2 separate regions of the Mus musculus genome follow, and region 1 is linked to region 2. The links are chromatin contacts, called in public HiChIP or PLAC-seq maps. All regions are on one chromosome and are shown on one strand. Each heading gives the region's core, a stretch centred on a gene start, on an enhancer-like site or on the middle of the called end of the contact. The rest is flanking DNA. Distances are from core to core; before and after follow the strand shown.

What was found. HiChIP or PLAC-seq counts read pairs in DNA pulled down with a chosen protein or histone mark.
Region 1: an H3K4me3 HiChIP or PLAC-seq map of neural tube shows a contact between it and region 2, with 2.1 times the contacts expected there. The contact joins the promoter of Myef2 here to the enhancer-like site in region 2. A contact is called at or near these places in 2 of 39 promoter capture datasets (macrophages and second pharyngeal arch cranial neural crest), 8 of 484 Hi-C or Micro-C datasets (the G1E-ER4 cell line, the HPC-7 cell line, the N1E-115 cell line and 4 more), 5 of 115 datasets of contacts at active chromatin or transcription factors (CD8 T cells, the SCID.adh cell line, embryonic stem cells and 1 more) and 4 of 9 other capture datasets (adipose tissue, embryonic stem cells, liver and 1 more).

What each region holds. Positions count from the first base shown.
Region 1 is chr2:125,117,306-125,124,984 of GRCm38.p6, reverse strand. Myef2 (myelin basic protein expression factor 2, repressor) reads left to right here and starts at 1,325. Exons shown (of 16, transcript NM_010852.2): 1 at 1,325-1,600. The coding sequence starts at 1,467. Gm46759 (a long non-coding RNA gene) reads right to left here and starts at 1,341. Exons shown (of 2, transcript XR_001783448.2): 1 at 891-1,341; 2 at 1-196.
Region 2 is chr2:125,082,510-125,090,302 of GRCm38.p6, reverse strand. It overlaps Slc24a5 (solute carrier family 24, member 5), which reads right to left. Exons shown (of 9, transcript NM_175034.3): 6 at 6,989-7,272; 7 at 4,440-4,646; 8 at 2,782-2,883; 9 at 1,626-2,339. The coding sequence ends at 2,017. It overlaps Myef2 (myelin basic protein expression factor 2, repressor), which reads left to right. Exons shown (of 16, transcript NM_010852.2): 16 at 1,266-2,561. The coding sequence ends at 1,429. Among named protein-coding and RNA genes, the nearest start is that of Slc24a5, 18 kb to the right of the region's middle. Within about 2 kb of position 6,197, at least 7 of the 459 cell types and tissues checked have an H3K27ac peak or open chromatin away from gene starts, as enhancers often do. A contact at or near this core is called in neural tube, where this site is marked.

The DNA.
Region 1 (7,679 bases), core at 76-2,575, 40 kb before region 2:
GTTTAATTAAATTGTGCTTTTAGCTCGATTACAGCTCTTGAATAGTGCTGTTTCCCAAAGTCCTCCTCCAGCAGAGCTCTAGTGTCCCTTCCGAACCTTCTATTATGGTTTGGTCACGATGAACTCTTGAAAAGTGTTGAAATGTGAAAAAGGTTTTTGCAGGAATCTACTAGTCCAGGACTGTCAGATGGAGTTCCTTGGAGAAATTCAATGGTAACAAAAGAATACATGGAATAGTGAATACTTTGAAATCTAGGGTTGAGGTGGGGTGGGGTGGGTTAATCTGGTTTCTCCTTGATTGAAACCCCATGGGAGCCTTAAGAGATAGACTGCGATACTGTAGCACTTGGCCCTAGATGAAGTGTTTTCTTTAAATCTCTACCTTGCAGGGAAGGAACTGCTGTCTTTACCTGAAGAGAAGTGGAGAACTGAAATGCCTCAGCCGAGGAGAAAGCCTAATTTTCTCTGCCAGATTCCAGCACCTGTCTGCTAACTGCAACCATTAGGCCCCAGGGGTGACAGTACAGAAACACAAAAGTATCTGTTGTGTTTAGGACACTATGTGGGTAGAACGCCAAACTCAGAATTTTGTAGATGACTCTCATCTCTAATAAACTGTGTCTGCCTTATGCTGTTCACTTTTTTTTTAAAGAAGGAAACATTTGAGGAGGTCTTAGCTTTTTTTTTCAACTGAAAAAGGCCATTTTAGTGTGAAGTGTAATCATGACACTCAGGTTTATGAATCTTTAGTATTTAGGGGTAAAATCTATAATCCAAACCAAAATATGCATTTGTAGCTAGTCTTGTATAAGACTTCTTTTAAAACAATTTGTTTTTTCCATGTGTGCGTGTGGTTTGCCTGCATGTATATCTGTGCACCACAGACATACCAGCGCCTATGGAGTCAGAAGAGGTCGTTGGAGCTCCTGTATGTGGGTGCTGGGAACCGAACCCAGGTCCTTGGCAAGAGCAGCAAGTCATCCTAACTGCTGAACTCCTCCAGCCCCCTTGTACAGGTTTTCTTAAGAAAATGATGGACTGTCCAAATCGATAGCTGCCCCGAGAATGTAAAAACTTCGACCTCTTAGCTGATTGCTAAGGTCTACAAAAATCTTCAGCCCTCAAAGAAAGTGGTCAACTTGTCCTCAGCTACCGGTGCTCGCTGGCGGGTTCGTAGAGCATCCACCCGCAGAGATGGAGCTGCCATAGTCCTCTCATCCAAAGGCCCCGTCCCCGAGGACCCCCATCTCTGCCCCCCCAGGCAGCCCGCGCTCCCTCCGCAGGTGGCCGCGCCGGAGCCCCGCCCCCACTCACTCCCCAAGTCGCGGGGCCTCGTCCGCTCTCGCGAGATCCCGGCCGCCGAGCGCTCGGGGCCTTTTCAAATCGCGATCCGTTACCGCTTCTCCGGCCGCCGCCATTGTAGCGCTCGGAGCCCTCATCGCGGCCGAGGCGGAGCCCGCGGCGGGATGGCCGATGCCGACAAGTCCGAGGCGGCCGCGGGTGACGACGGCTCGCAGCAGCAACCGGCTGAGCCGCGGCGAGACACGCACCCCGGCGAGCCCGAGAAACCGCCGCGCAGCAGCGCCAACGGCGTTAAAATGTATTGTCTCCCCCGGGCGGCCGGGCGGGAGGGCGGCCGGGCAGGGCGGGAGGCGCGGGCGGCCCCGGGGCGGGAGCAGGTGCGGTGCTGGCGGCCCCGGCCTCGGGCGCGCGGAAAAACGGTCCCCTTTAAAAGGCCCGAGGCTAGCCTCATCCTCGGGGAGGACCCAGGGATGACATCATCGGTCCTTTCCCCTCCCGGCCCGGTTCCGAGCCCCGGTGAGGGCCGCGTGTGCGGTGGTGGCTTCCAAAGTGTTAGAGCTCACCGAACCCATTGTGTTCCTCTTGATTGGCTTTCGAAAAAGGAGGACTTGGTCTCCTCCACCCACCCGGTGATGGTTGTGGGCCGTGCAGGCTGGTTTATTTATTCATTTTTTTAAAAACACAAACTCAGTGTGTAGTGGCCTTCATTTTACTATAATTCACTTACGATATAATTAAATTACTGAAATATAAATCTGAATTTGGCAAAACTGGGAACGCAACCCAGGGCCTCGTGCAGTCTCCAGGCAGGCGCTAGGCCACAAAATGACACCCCCCCTCCACCGAATGCAGTGCTTTTTTTGTAGAAGAAAACCCGAGGGCTGAAGGTTGGATCTGTCATCTGTGTCTGTAGAGAATTTAGTCGACGTTAATCCATAAGATCTTAAGTTGTAAGGCAGTAGGATAGGGGCAGATTGTGCTCGGCTGTCCTTGTCACGTGGGGCTATGTGAAGGCAAACATTTATTTTCCTATGGCTTATTCTGTAAAAACTGAAGTTGAAAATAATGCCAGTAATTTGTTAAAACACCCTCCACCTCTCCATCCTGCCACGGTAGAAAGCAGTGAACACATGCTTTCTGACATGAAGTCAGAAAAGGGAAAATGTCTTTCTGGCTTTTGTGTGGAAATACTTGAGGCAGTGATTTGGACCAGTCTGTTGAAACCGGCTGAATTGAATTGGTTGCAAACTAGATGGGGTAGTGCTCCTCAGCTTCTCTATGACAGTCTCGCTCTTAGGGTGACATCATTGTATATTTTTTCTTAACCACTGACAACGTATTTAAGAGGAATTACCCCAGTTCCCTGGGGCCTATCCTGAGCTTTAGAAGTTCAGTGTTTGCTGTTTTCCTGATGCCTATATTCATTTTTGAAATGATATATGATATATGTGGAGAGGCACTTTAAGAGCGTTCCATTAGACAGAGCCTGTTGTGTTACCTTTGAATTGGCTAGGAATACCTTAAATATGGACATTCGTCTCCCTACCCACCTGGTGACTTTTGAACAGGAAGCATCGTGTGAGCAGAACAGAATTTTGCAGGTATCAGATTTGCAGGGCTTGAAAGTCAGTGCAGTTTGCTCATGGATGGAGAGTGTGCATGCATCAACCACCGAGAAATCAGAAAGCAAGGAAAGCCTATCTCTTATGCCTGTCAGATCTTGGGCTTTTTCAGAGATTTGCTATTAAAAATAGAAAAAAAAAGTGGAGTGACTGTAACAATATAGTCACCCTCTGTGTCTTTGGATTCTGTATTCATGGAGTTAATGGTGAATTGGAAATACCCACATTGTATCTATATGGAAAGTAAGCATACATGATACACGCGTTGTTTTAGGTATTATAAGTAAGGCAGAGAGTGAAGTGTGTGTGAGATTGTGCTACGTCCCATGCACACACTGTGTTTTGGGAAAGGGCTAGAGTATCTGGACTCTAGCTGTGGGGTGCAATGGGGCTGAGGGGTACAGGGTTGTATTACTAATGTGTACCTAGTAGTGAGGGTGCCACTGTTTGTTTTTTTTTTTTTCCTGAAGAAAATAATCATTGAATCTTATAATGTTGGTATTTGTGAAGCTGGTATCTAAACTTCTATTAGACCCAAAAATACAGTGTCTACAGTTGCATTGCAGGATGGGAAAAGAGGTGAGAAAGAACCATTTTCTAATTTAAGGAGAGAAAATATAGGGCAATTGTTAACAGTAAATACAGATTGTTTCCTTATTCTAATTCATTCTTTCCATATTTTCTCAGTGTTGAGTAGAGACCAATGTACTCTAAGGAATTTCTTACACCTCTGCTGGGCCAGCGTAGGTAGTCACAGTGAATACTTAGGGACTTGAATCTTCTGTGAGTCTACAGTGTGACAACCTGTGGGGTGGTTGACACTTTGGGCTGATTACCATGCTTTCAATGATAAGTCATTAAAAGAAATTTGATAACCAGACATTGCTTTACAACATCCACTGCTTCGAAGTGAGCCATGTGCTGCTATTGGGACTGGAACACCTTGTATTAATGCAGTCACAGCAGACAGAGGGGGCTGTCCTTTTCATCCTGTCACCTTAAATGTTAAAGGTTCACTGAGTATCCATTGAAGAAATAGAGGAAGACATTTTGAGATCCTGAGACTCATGGAAAAGATTTAGTTGGCTTGTTCATCTCTAGACAGGAATTAAAGATCCTGTTTTCTCTGTCTACACTGAAGTGTTTTGGAAGGAAAGCAGTAACTATTTTGTGACTCTTCATTAGTCTTGTATGATTACAGATGTATTTATATTGTGCTATTTATAAAATATTCAACACTAGGGTAGGATGAAGTGATTAAAAGCATCGGTTTTATCATGAGTGAAGGTCAAAACCATGATGTTTTGATTTGCTATTATACAATGATTATTGTAATTGAACTAATTAATATACCTGTGAGCTCATGTAGCTACATCTTTTGTAATTGTTCCAAATATTTTACTACACATTGTCTCCAGAACTTGGTTACTGGAAGTTTGTATACTTAGGCAGACATCTCATTAGACTTGTGGTAATGATCACTATACCCTGATGCTTTGCGTTTTGTTGATGTCATGCAGTATTTGGTTTTCTGTGTCTGGCTTACTTCACTTAGCACACTGTCCTTCAGGTTGCTGTAGCTGGCAGGCTTTCCTTCTGAACGCTGGATCTCTCTCTCTATGTGCCTCTGTCTGTCCGCCTGTGTGTGTGTGTGTGTGTGTATATATATATACATCTGGAATATGTATATGCCCATTCCCACCCTTCTTTAATTAGTCTTTGATCTGTAAGCAGACTTTTAGTTCAGTTCCTTATCTTAGTTATTATGAAAAATATAGTGACTATGAGTTCAGATATTGAGATGGTTTTATTTCTTTTATTAAATAAAAAAATGGAATTGCTAGGTTATTTTATAGTTTGGTTTTTTAAAAAGAAATCTTTAGTTTTTCTCTGGTCAGTCTTTAAGTAAACATAAAGAAAATATCCTAATAATGTATTTTGTAATGAATTGTCAAGAGTATTGTAAGCAAATGTTTATTACAGTCATGTAACCTTCATTCAGCCAGGTGAAGAGTAGAGGAACTTAGTGACTGCTTGAGAATTGTGTGTTTTCACAGTGAATTCATCCGCTGTGAGTAGACAGGAGGGATCTCTTCTTACCTGACTTCCCCTGGAGACGCTCAGTGAACTCAGTGACAGCGCATTGTTAGATACATTGTTATGCAGGTGCTTCTTCCTAGGAGTGAAAAAGGAAGGTCTGTTCCGTCTGCTGGAGCTAGGAACCAGAGAGGAGAGAGAGAGGCCTTGTAGATTTTGGCTGCTTGTTTCTATTCTCAGAAATGCAACTTTATTCACAAGGAGGCACATTCTAGAACAATTGAGAAGACTCCTTTCAGATCATGCCTTATTCTTATAAAAGAATAAGGTTGATAGAGAAGAAGATGTCCCTGTCACAATCTGAATAGCTGGTGAAGCAAGTTTGGTTCTAGTGTTTCTTTCTAGATTACAGGAGCATTTCTCACAGATGGTGCCGCCGTCTGTTCAGTGTGGATTCTGTTTGTTTTTGAGATAGGGTCTAATCTAAGCCCTGACTAACTTGGTGCTTTTTAGTTCAGACTGGCCTTGAGCTCTTTTGCTTGTCTCTGACTGTTGGCATTACAGGCATGGATCACCATTTTTGGTGAGTTTGGGTTTTTGTCTGTATGTTTCTGTGTGTATGCACACATGTATGTTTTCTTAGAGGTTTCTCATTGAACCTGAATCTCACTGATTAGGGTAGCTTGGCTGACCAGTAGAGTTCAGGAATCTGCCATTCTTCCCCATCCCCCATCCCTACATGAGTTTTTATGTGGATGCTGGAGATCCTAACCTTGGCACTCAGCTTTGCAAAGTGAGCACTTTACCAACTGAGCTATCCTCCCAACCTCCAGAGTGTGGATCCTGACTGACAGTTGAGAAATTATGACTTATCCAGCAGATGGTATGCTTAGTTGCCATTCTAGATACAGTGTAGAGAGATAGCAGAGAAGACAGGTTTTATTCTTATAGACTTTATGTGCTTTATCTGTGGCAGTGTTGTCACCTGCTCAGGAGAGTGCTGTCTAAACAGTGACATTTTCCTTCTAATGCCGCAAGACGTTTGTTAGCTGGGCGTGGTGGCACACGCCTTTAACCCCAGCACTCGGGGAGGCAGAGGCAGGCGGATTTCTGAGTTTGAGGCCAGCCTGGTCTACAAATTGAGTTCCAGGACAGCCAGGGCTACACAGAGAAACCCTGTCTCGGAAAAAACAAAAACAACAAAAAAAAGAAGTTTGTTTATAGCCTTCCAGAATTGCTCACCTTAGAATTTATAGCCTGGATTATGAAATTTGGTTTGTTGTTAGAATAATCCATGAGGTTTTTAAGAAATCTGTTTTCTTAATTACTCATAGATTTTGACTCATTAAAGTTTATTAAAAAATGCTTTTAAGTTAACTTGTTAATGAATTACTTGAGGTTGACTAAAGCTTTTGAGTCCTAGGGAGATAGCAAGTTGAAAAGGTGCTTTCCTCACTTGGGCCTGCGTTTGCTCTCCAGAACCATGTGAAAATATTGAGCATGTATGTCCTTGTAATTTTAATGCTTGGGAGAAGGAGACAGGATTCTTGGGCTTATCTATTTGGTGAGCTTCAGTTTGAAGACAGACACTATGTCAAAGGATAGGAATGACATTCCTGAGACTGTCCCCCGCTCTCCATACATATGCTCACAGACATGCCTGTGCACCTGCACACACACATGTACCTGCATACTGCTTTAAAAATGTAAATTGTAGTTTTAAATATAAATCCAGATTTTTATCTGTAGGGATTACTTTAGGTATATACCCATATCTTATTTATTTCTGTATTAGTATATGGCATCATAATAGTTGTATTTTGATTGAAGTCTTATAAATTAATTTTTCCAATTAGGTCCATTAAAAAAGACTGCTCATGATGTGTTTAATTTTTCCTCTTTAACTCCAGCCTTTCATTATAGACAGCTTTACTGATAAAACAGACACAGTTCTGACATGTCCTATCCTTTGTTCAACATGAACATATATAAGGATATCTTTTAAATTTTTCTGTGTTTATCTAAGTAGGAAATAGATAAAACTCAACATACAGTGTATTAAATAGGCAAATAGATGTGCTGTAATTTTGATTCTGGTTTTAAGGGAAAGAGAAAATTCTAGGGAAAATTTGTTACTCTATAAATAAAAGTTTTTCAGATAATCATTTATTCATCTCTTTACTTCTTTTGTGGCTAGTGTGGGGTGGATAGGAGGGTGGGGGCAGAGTCTTAACTATATAGCTCTGGCTTGGCTGGCTGCCTTATAACTTAATATATGGAACAGGCAGTCTTGAAACTTGTGGTAATCTTGCATCTGTCTCCTAGTGCTGGAATTATAAGTATGTGCCACCATTTTTATAATATGAGCTAGCTTTTAATATTTAATTTAGTTAAGACAGTTTTAAGAATTTTTATTATATTCACATTTGTGTGGGTATATGTGTTGTGTGTGTATGATGTATGTGTGTGAGCCATGATGTTCATATTGATATCAGAGGACAATTTATATACTCAATTCTCTCTTTCCATCTTTAACATGGGTTCTGGTTTTGAACTCAGGTCATCAGGTTCCTGTAGTAAGTGCCCTTGTGGTGGTCCAAACTGGACTTTAGAGTTGAAGAAAGCTCAGAAAGTTAATTCTCCCCTAAGTGGATACTGAGATGACTCACATGCTCCCTCCATAGGTCTATTAATATTTATTACGTAGTATCCATCATG
Region 2 (7,793 bases), core at 4,948-7,447:
GTATTTTCTTTTCTATGTTACTAGTTGTGGAGTAAATATTATTTCAATCTACTTTAATCATTCTTTATTTTTTCTGGGATTAGTCTGTTTTAAAACTCTTAGGGACATACTTAACAAGTTTCTATTTTGCTTTACAAGTTGTGGTTTTGAATCAGTGTGACATTGTCTTTGCGCATTAATGTGTTCAGAAGGTGAAGGATTGATTATCAGTTGGCTTTGAGAAGTAATGTCATAGAAAGTGGCTTAGAAAAGCAGCCTAGGGTGTTATAAATGAGGTCTTTCAGCTCAAGCCCTTGAAAGGGAAATACCCTTGCTTGGTCATCAAGAGGAATGTTAATTTTTTAATCTGGAAAGGGCTTCACTTCTTGACAGATCCTCACCTTTTACTTTTGTTTTTCTTCCCTATTTGTTCCTTTGTAAAACTAAATGTGTCTGTCTGGTTTGGTTTACATACTAAAGTTAGCACAGTAATCTAGCTTCTGTAATAGTCAAAGGCTAGCATGATTTGATAGGTGCACCAGCATGGGGGAGTATCGCAGGCTACGGCCATCTGCCTGGGTGTGTCTCAGTTGGCCTGAGCTGGAGTCTTACTCGTTTACATGGGATCACTACTCCCTCCCTCCTGTTTAGTCTCAGCAGTGCTCTTGTTTAAAACTACTAGTTTCTCTGAGATGTCCCTTTAACAGCATTGTTTTTATCGTTAATGTTTTAAATCTGCTGTCGTTTTATAACCGTTTCCTTATTTGATGCCATCCTTAAAAATTTGAATCTAAATTGTCACAGTATTTGAAAAGTCAAATTGGTGGGCCCTTTTATGAACTGACTGAAACTATAGTTACTCTTGTGAGGTGCAAAGAGAAGATAAAAACAGAAGGGAGAAATATTCAGGAGATTGGACAGTGAGCTACTGTATCATTTTCATTAAAGGTGTAATGTCACCAGGGGTCATAATGAGTTGTTTGGCATTCACGCTAGCTAGCCTTTTTGCTATAACATCTACTTCAGAAATTGGGGACTTAAAACCAAACTCCATGTCCAATTCCAGTTTCATGTAAGCTAATATGTATGTATATGTAGTCATTATGTAAGAATTGTATTCAGACTGTAAAATGATAATGCTCTCATGCATTTTATAGTATTAAATTAATATGTTTAACCAAATTACCTGTGATCTCTCTCCATTGCTGTGAAGAGTTGAAAAAATTTGTCTAGTGAAATGGAACCCATTTAAATGGGCTCGTAATTGTGTAACTCTCCTTTCCTAGGTCATGTAATGTTTGCAGAGATAAAGATGGAGAATGGCAAGTCAAAAGGCTGTGGGACAGTCAGGTTTGAATCTGCAGAGTCAGCGGAAAAGGCCTGCAGGATCATGAATGGCATCAAGATCAGCGGCAGGGAAATCGATGTGCGCTTGGACCGCAATGCGTAATTTCAAGCATGGTTGGAACCTTTCCTCATCTGTTTATGACTCTCCTAGTAAAAGTCATTTTTAGTAATGTTGTATGCTTACAAATGCTGTAAAAATGAACTTTTACAACTCCCACCAGCTATTAACAGGATAGTGTGGAAAATGTACTGTGAGTTTTTTGTTTTTTGTTTTTTGTTTTTTTTTTTTTTTTTTTTTTGTTCTCAAGTTTGAGTTTCTAAAGACAGCACATCTGATCATTCAGTTTCAGTGGATGGACATACCATTTTTAATGAAATAAGCCATTTTGTTATTTTCAGTAGCAGAGTTTGTCTGTTCCAGTTTTCCCGACCTTGGTGTAAGCTCACAGATACTTTGTTTTCTTTTAAAATCTTTGCTTTGTATGTGAGTTAAAGGAAAGAAAGGGCTCAGACAAATTAGGATGGATTTTGGTTTGGTTTAAATTACTTTTCTCTGCTTATAAAGAATAGTAATTAAGTGTTAGACTCTAAAGTTGAAGATGCTTTTTATTTGACCTAAATGAAGACATGAATTTTCTTCTTTTTGCCCCTCTACCATTCCATCTTTCCACATAACACTATTAAAAAATATCAAACTCCACAACCCCTTATTCTATTATTTCCAATAATTCCAATTTCATATAGAACTGATAAAGTAGCAAGTCCTAAGTATAACACTAGGCAGACCACCCCCAACTTTCGGTCTAGTTTCCAGCCATTAAAATGAACTGCTAAGAACAGAAATAAAATTGAAATGTTGAGAGAGATTGTTATATATGTGAGTCCCTTGCTATTCACTTCTATAGGAGCAGATGCATTCGTAAATGCAGTCTTAATAAACCAGGGAAGACCTAGGCATAGCATATCAAACACATTGGATCCCACGATGTTAGATATAGCCATGTCTCCTTTACCTGCAGAAGAATAGCATGTTGTTAAAATGTGCACATCAATACTATATTTTATTAATAATCTTCATAAGAAAAACACTGGATACTTTTTGTTGGTTAGTTTTAGAAAACTGTTATTGTTAGAGCAAGAGTCTTATTGAATTTGTATTTCCTTGGGTTAGTATTTTAAAGTCTTAACATTTATTTAATAATTGTCTTTATTTATTAAACCATTTTTAATAAGGTATACAGCTTACTTGTTGCTTTTTATTCTCATTTGACAGTGAATTACCATCTAATTCACATTTCAGGTAAATGGTCTGGTGGGGATTAGGTTGGTGGAATTAACTTATTAAAAACTAAATGCTTCCCCTGAGTCACTTCTTTTTTCTTTAAAGTATGTTACCAAGGAAGTATTATTTCATTTACCTTGACTTGCTTTATGGTAAGAGAATTCTAGTCTTACCTTTTCTTGCAACTAACACACTTGTGACTGTATCTGGTATGCTTGTCCCTGCTGCCAACAAAGTAAGGCCCATCACTGTGTCTGGGATCCCTAGTGTTTCCCCTGTAACAGGCACAGAGACTGCAGATTAGAAATCTCAAATCTTAGATAAACAGTTTTCAGAAGGCAGCTTGAATATTTCTCTAGTCAGGAAAAATATTTAGGTATGTTTAGATATTTGAACCAGTATATGCTTATGTGGTTTTTAGATGGCAAAGTATTTGAAACAGGTTGATAGTTGGGGTAACCAGATTAGCACATCTTCTTAATGTCAGATATCTGAAGATATCAAGCAGCCAAAGTTGTAGCAGGAAAAGCCTTGTGTTTGGCATCCAGAGGAAGCGGTGGGTGTCACCGCTGCCGCTTTGGACTGTTGCATTCTCTCTTTTCTAGACATTACCTAGAGTACTGAAGAATTAAGCACCGTATAGCTATCGATTGCTATGTTAAAATGTGAAATGCTACTTGGCTTACTGGTTTTTTTCCCCGTTTGTTTTAAGGAAGTACATAGATATTTGAGGTAGACAAGACCTTGTTCTTTCCTGCCTGAGTCTAACACATGGCACCGTTTTCTTAATATTTGTGTCAAATTGATAGCAGAAATAGGTTCATTCTGAGAAATAAAACCAGAGGGTACTTATAAAGGATCGGGACATGAAACTGCTCTCTTATGGTTGTCATGAAAACTATAGTTCATAGTGAGGACAGAGCTGTTTGTCATCTTTGGGACTTAACTGAGATCTTGTATTTGATCCTTCTCTTCCAGTTTGCCTGATGTCAAATATGTTCTTATTGGGAAAAATTGGATACGGCAAATATGCAAGCTACCTGGACATTCTTATCTTCTTCATGAAAAATAAAACTATTTTGTTTTTGTTTATTTGTTAGCATACAGTTACAATAAAGTTAGTTATCTGGGAGAAGTCAGACCAGCCAGTTTGGAGAGGGTTCCAGGTAGTAGTTATTCCAACTCTACAGTGTTTGAATTTGTGTTGTAATTCTTTAGCCCCAGCAGTGTGAGGACAGCAGTGTGTACATGTTAGTAGGTGTCTGGGCCCAGCTGTGGTCAGTGAAGCTTCACTGGTACAATCTGGTTGCATGATTTAGGCATGGAGGAAAGAGTATTCACTTCTAATGGGTATATTACAACTAAGTGATAAAATGTACTCTGGAAGATGCTAGAAACCTAAAAACAAAACTTTGATTCTCATTATTCATTTGCATTGTATTTGTGATACATATTTAAAGCAAAAGAAAATACCATCTACTCAAACAGAGAGCACCTACTGCTTTCTGTTGACCCCAGTCATCTCTACTTTCTACTATGGATTAGAATTCACTTTTATGAAGAATTCTCATGAAACCTGTGTAATTATAAACATATCCAATGAATTATACCCCTGACTGTGTCATAGCATACATAGGAAATGCTTTTGATATGTAACTCACAAAAACATGAATGAGCTTGCTGGTTTTGCTGTTAAAGCTTTCATATTTTGTAAATAGTTTTTAGTCTTGCTGAAAAAAAATATATGCTCCCAAGATTACTTTAAATGAATACTTCCAATTTGTTTTTACATGGAATAATTTTCTTGTGCTATTATACTTAAATTCCATACCTGTTACTGTGACCATCCAAACTAGGATGTATGTGAATGCAGATATCCATAGTGCAGACATGAAAAAGGTTATCACAAAGTAATTTTTCCAAAACTTTCTCCTGCAGTCTGGTGTTGTCAGAGCAAGTAATGTAATAATAGGAAGAGAGAGAACCCAAAAAATTCTTCTTAAGTCTGCTTCTGGCATGCTGAAAACACTTGGTGGATCTGTGGTGGGAAAGTTCAACATTTTGAGTTTTCTCAAATGTGCAATTATGTTAGAAAGGCCCATTTAGAAGGCTGTTTTGAAGTAAGTTACTGTATGCATCTTTTAAAGACCGTCTAGAACAGTAGTCTCAACCTGTGGGACTTGACCCCTTTGGTGTTGAACAACCATTTTACAAGGGCCACCTAAGACCCTGAGAAGTCTCAGATACTTACATTACAATTTATAACAGCAAAATTACAGTTCTATGTAGTGTCAATGAAAATAATTTTATGGGTGAAAGTTACCACAATAAGAGGGACTGTGTCAAACGGTCTCAGCATTAGGAAAATTGAGAAGCACTGGTCTAGAACATTGGAATACTCATTACTATTACTGCTGGTCAGAAGAAATGTAACTAAAACTAGGCAGACAGTATAAGCTGTGCTCTACATCCCTTAACCGACTGCTCGAATCAAATATCTTGAACTGTTTGCTGAATGTGCTGGTGACAGTGTTCACGGAGTTGAAAGTAGGATTTGCTTGCTTTACTGTAGTATGGGTTCATTAGAGACGTGATGCTTTCTCTCCCAGCTCTTTCACTCCTCATCTCTTTTCCAAAACGGACGCTGCTTATGCTTTGTTGCACACTGATGCACGCTTAGGGAGTGTTCCCTCTAACTCTCACTGTGCCGCATCGTTTACTGAACGCAGGCTTCCCGGGTGCTAGAAGGAATCTAGAGAAGGTTGGGCCTAGCATCCTTGGTATAGTTCCGGGGTGTGCTCTAGAATGGTGAGGAGATTGGATAAAAGTGGGACGAGGCTGTACACTAATGAATATGTTAAGTATGTGAAGGTTGGATCAAATCACAAATATTATTATAACTCATAAAAGCTCACCAAGACTCAGACAGTGCACCATTAATTTAGACACAGATTCTAGCATGAACATTTTTGACTAGTTCTTTGGAGTCTTTGTTGTTTTAAATCTCCTCAGTCTTAAAGACTACAAAGTATGGTTTGTAAAAATAAATGTCTCGTGTCAAAATTTTAAAGTAATAAATTAGAAGCTTGCTTCTCAATTACCTAACTGAAGTTGGAACCACTTTTATAAAAGCTTTTCTAGTCTGGAATGCTATTGCTATATCGAGCATACCAAGCTCATGTGCTGCTTCACACGGCATGTTTAAGTTACACCTGCGTTCTTTTCCCCATTCTGTTCCCCTGAATCATCCCCTTTCCTTTTATTGACAGTTGTTACAAAGATGTTCTTTCTTTCTTAGTGAAAATCCAAGCTCCAGCGTTGTCTCTGCTCCCTCTCTGGCTCGGCATTGCTGCCATAGTTTGGTGCTGCTGCTTCTACTGTGTCTCATAATTCATCCCCCTGCCTTTTCTGTTTTGTTCCTGTCCTTTCATCTTAGCTCAGTCTTCTGTGAACATTGGGTGAGAGAAAAGAGCCTAACATGCATCTCTGACTCTGTCTTAGGAATGCTGCCTGCTCAGTGGGGTATCTTGCACGACCTCCTGCACTTCCTTCCTGTCAGCCTGCTCCTCTGCTGCTTGCTGCACTTGCATGTGTTGGCTCTGTGTGCAAGCATGTGAGCAGGCCTTTGCTAGTGTTCCCAGGCCTCAGTCCAGAGCATACTTATACCCCTGAATCATGTATGCAATAAAAGTGTCAGCTGTTGCTTCCTGACTACACATACTATTAGATTATTGAGTTAAAGCCTCTCTTATCCCATGGGGCCCAAACCAATTCAAATGCTCCTTTCTCCATGTGCATCTCCCATCTGAGTGTCATCAAAGTTTATTCAGTCTGCCTGTATGAACCATGGTATTAGCAGTTTATGTTTGCTTATGGTGTTCACACTTTGAAATTCTAGCTGATTTCATTCTGTGTCTGGGAAATGGCTCAGTGGGTAAAGCGCTTGGTGCACGGGCATGAGAGTCTGAGATCAGATTCTCAACACCACATAAAAAAGCATGGCAGCCCACATGTATACTCTCAGTGCTATGGAAGTCAGAGACAGACAGATCCCTAAAGTTCACTGGCCAGCTAGTCTAGCCTAATCAGTGAGCTACAGGTTCATTGAATGACTGTGGTCTCAAAAAATGATGTGAAGTCTCAAAGAATTGAGGGCTAGCATCCATGACTGACTCTGGCCTCCATGTCTGTGTGTTCTCCCTTCCCCCACACTTTTAGCTGATTAAAAAAAAAATTATTGTGAGTTCCTTAAAGGCCAGGACTTACTTGCAGTTCATCATCTCTGGCTCCATAGTGTGTTGTGTAACCATGTACTAATTACTAACTCTCAATGAGAACTCAGGTCTTTTAGAGTGTTAGATGGCAGGGTGTAGTTGTTACCTTCAGAAACCTGACTAAGACCATGCAAGCTTAGAGAAAGTTGGGAGTAACCGGAATCTTCCTGAAATATTCCACTGTCTGTCCTTGACTGGCGACGAATGAAGAGCTGGCTCTCATCCTCCCATCCCAACAGTGTCTGCTGTTCAATTCTCTCCTCCATAGCTCTGGCAAGGCAGGGACAACAGGGACTGCATGTTTTCATGACATGCCGGCTGATCGTGGTGTCAAAACACAGCAGCAGAACATAGAGCCCATATATCAGTAGCAGCCCTGCTCCTTCGTACCTAGACGTGGAGGAAAGGGCTGTGCAGTTATCCAGTCATTTTAAACAATATTCTCTAACAAAAGCAACAGTGGAAAATTCAAGGAACCACTCCTAAATGCTTTTATTTACCCAGTTTTGGTTATAGTATGGTTACAAATTCATTGATTAAAAAATCTGCCTCTTTAAAAAGTAATATAAAATCCATTGTCTGACTTTATAGATTCCTTTCAAGTAATAGGCACAAAATAGTCGGAGAGTTAAAACTAATTAATAGATATTTTTTCAGTTCATTTATTTAGCATACTACATTTCTCAAATATTTAATAATTAGAAAATAAAATACTATCTCTTAGATTTTCTGATACAGAAACATGGTGTAGAATACTTAGACTGTGCTAGGTTTTTGCTGGAGCTTTGCAGTTTGTTTTACAGAGATTCAGAGGAAAGCCGGAGGTGGTGGGGTGTTGTTGGCTTTGAGGTCTCATTGTAAAAGCCCAGACTGGCCTTGAACACTGCACCCTAGATTGGCCTCAGACACTC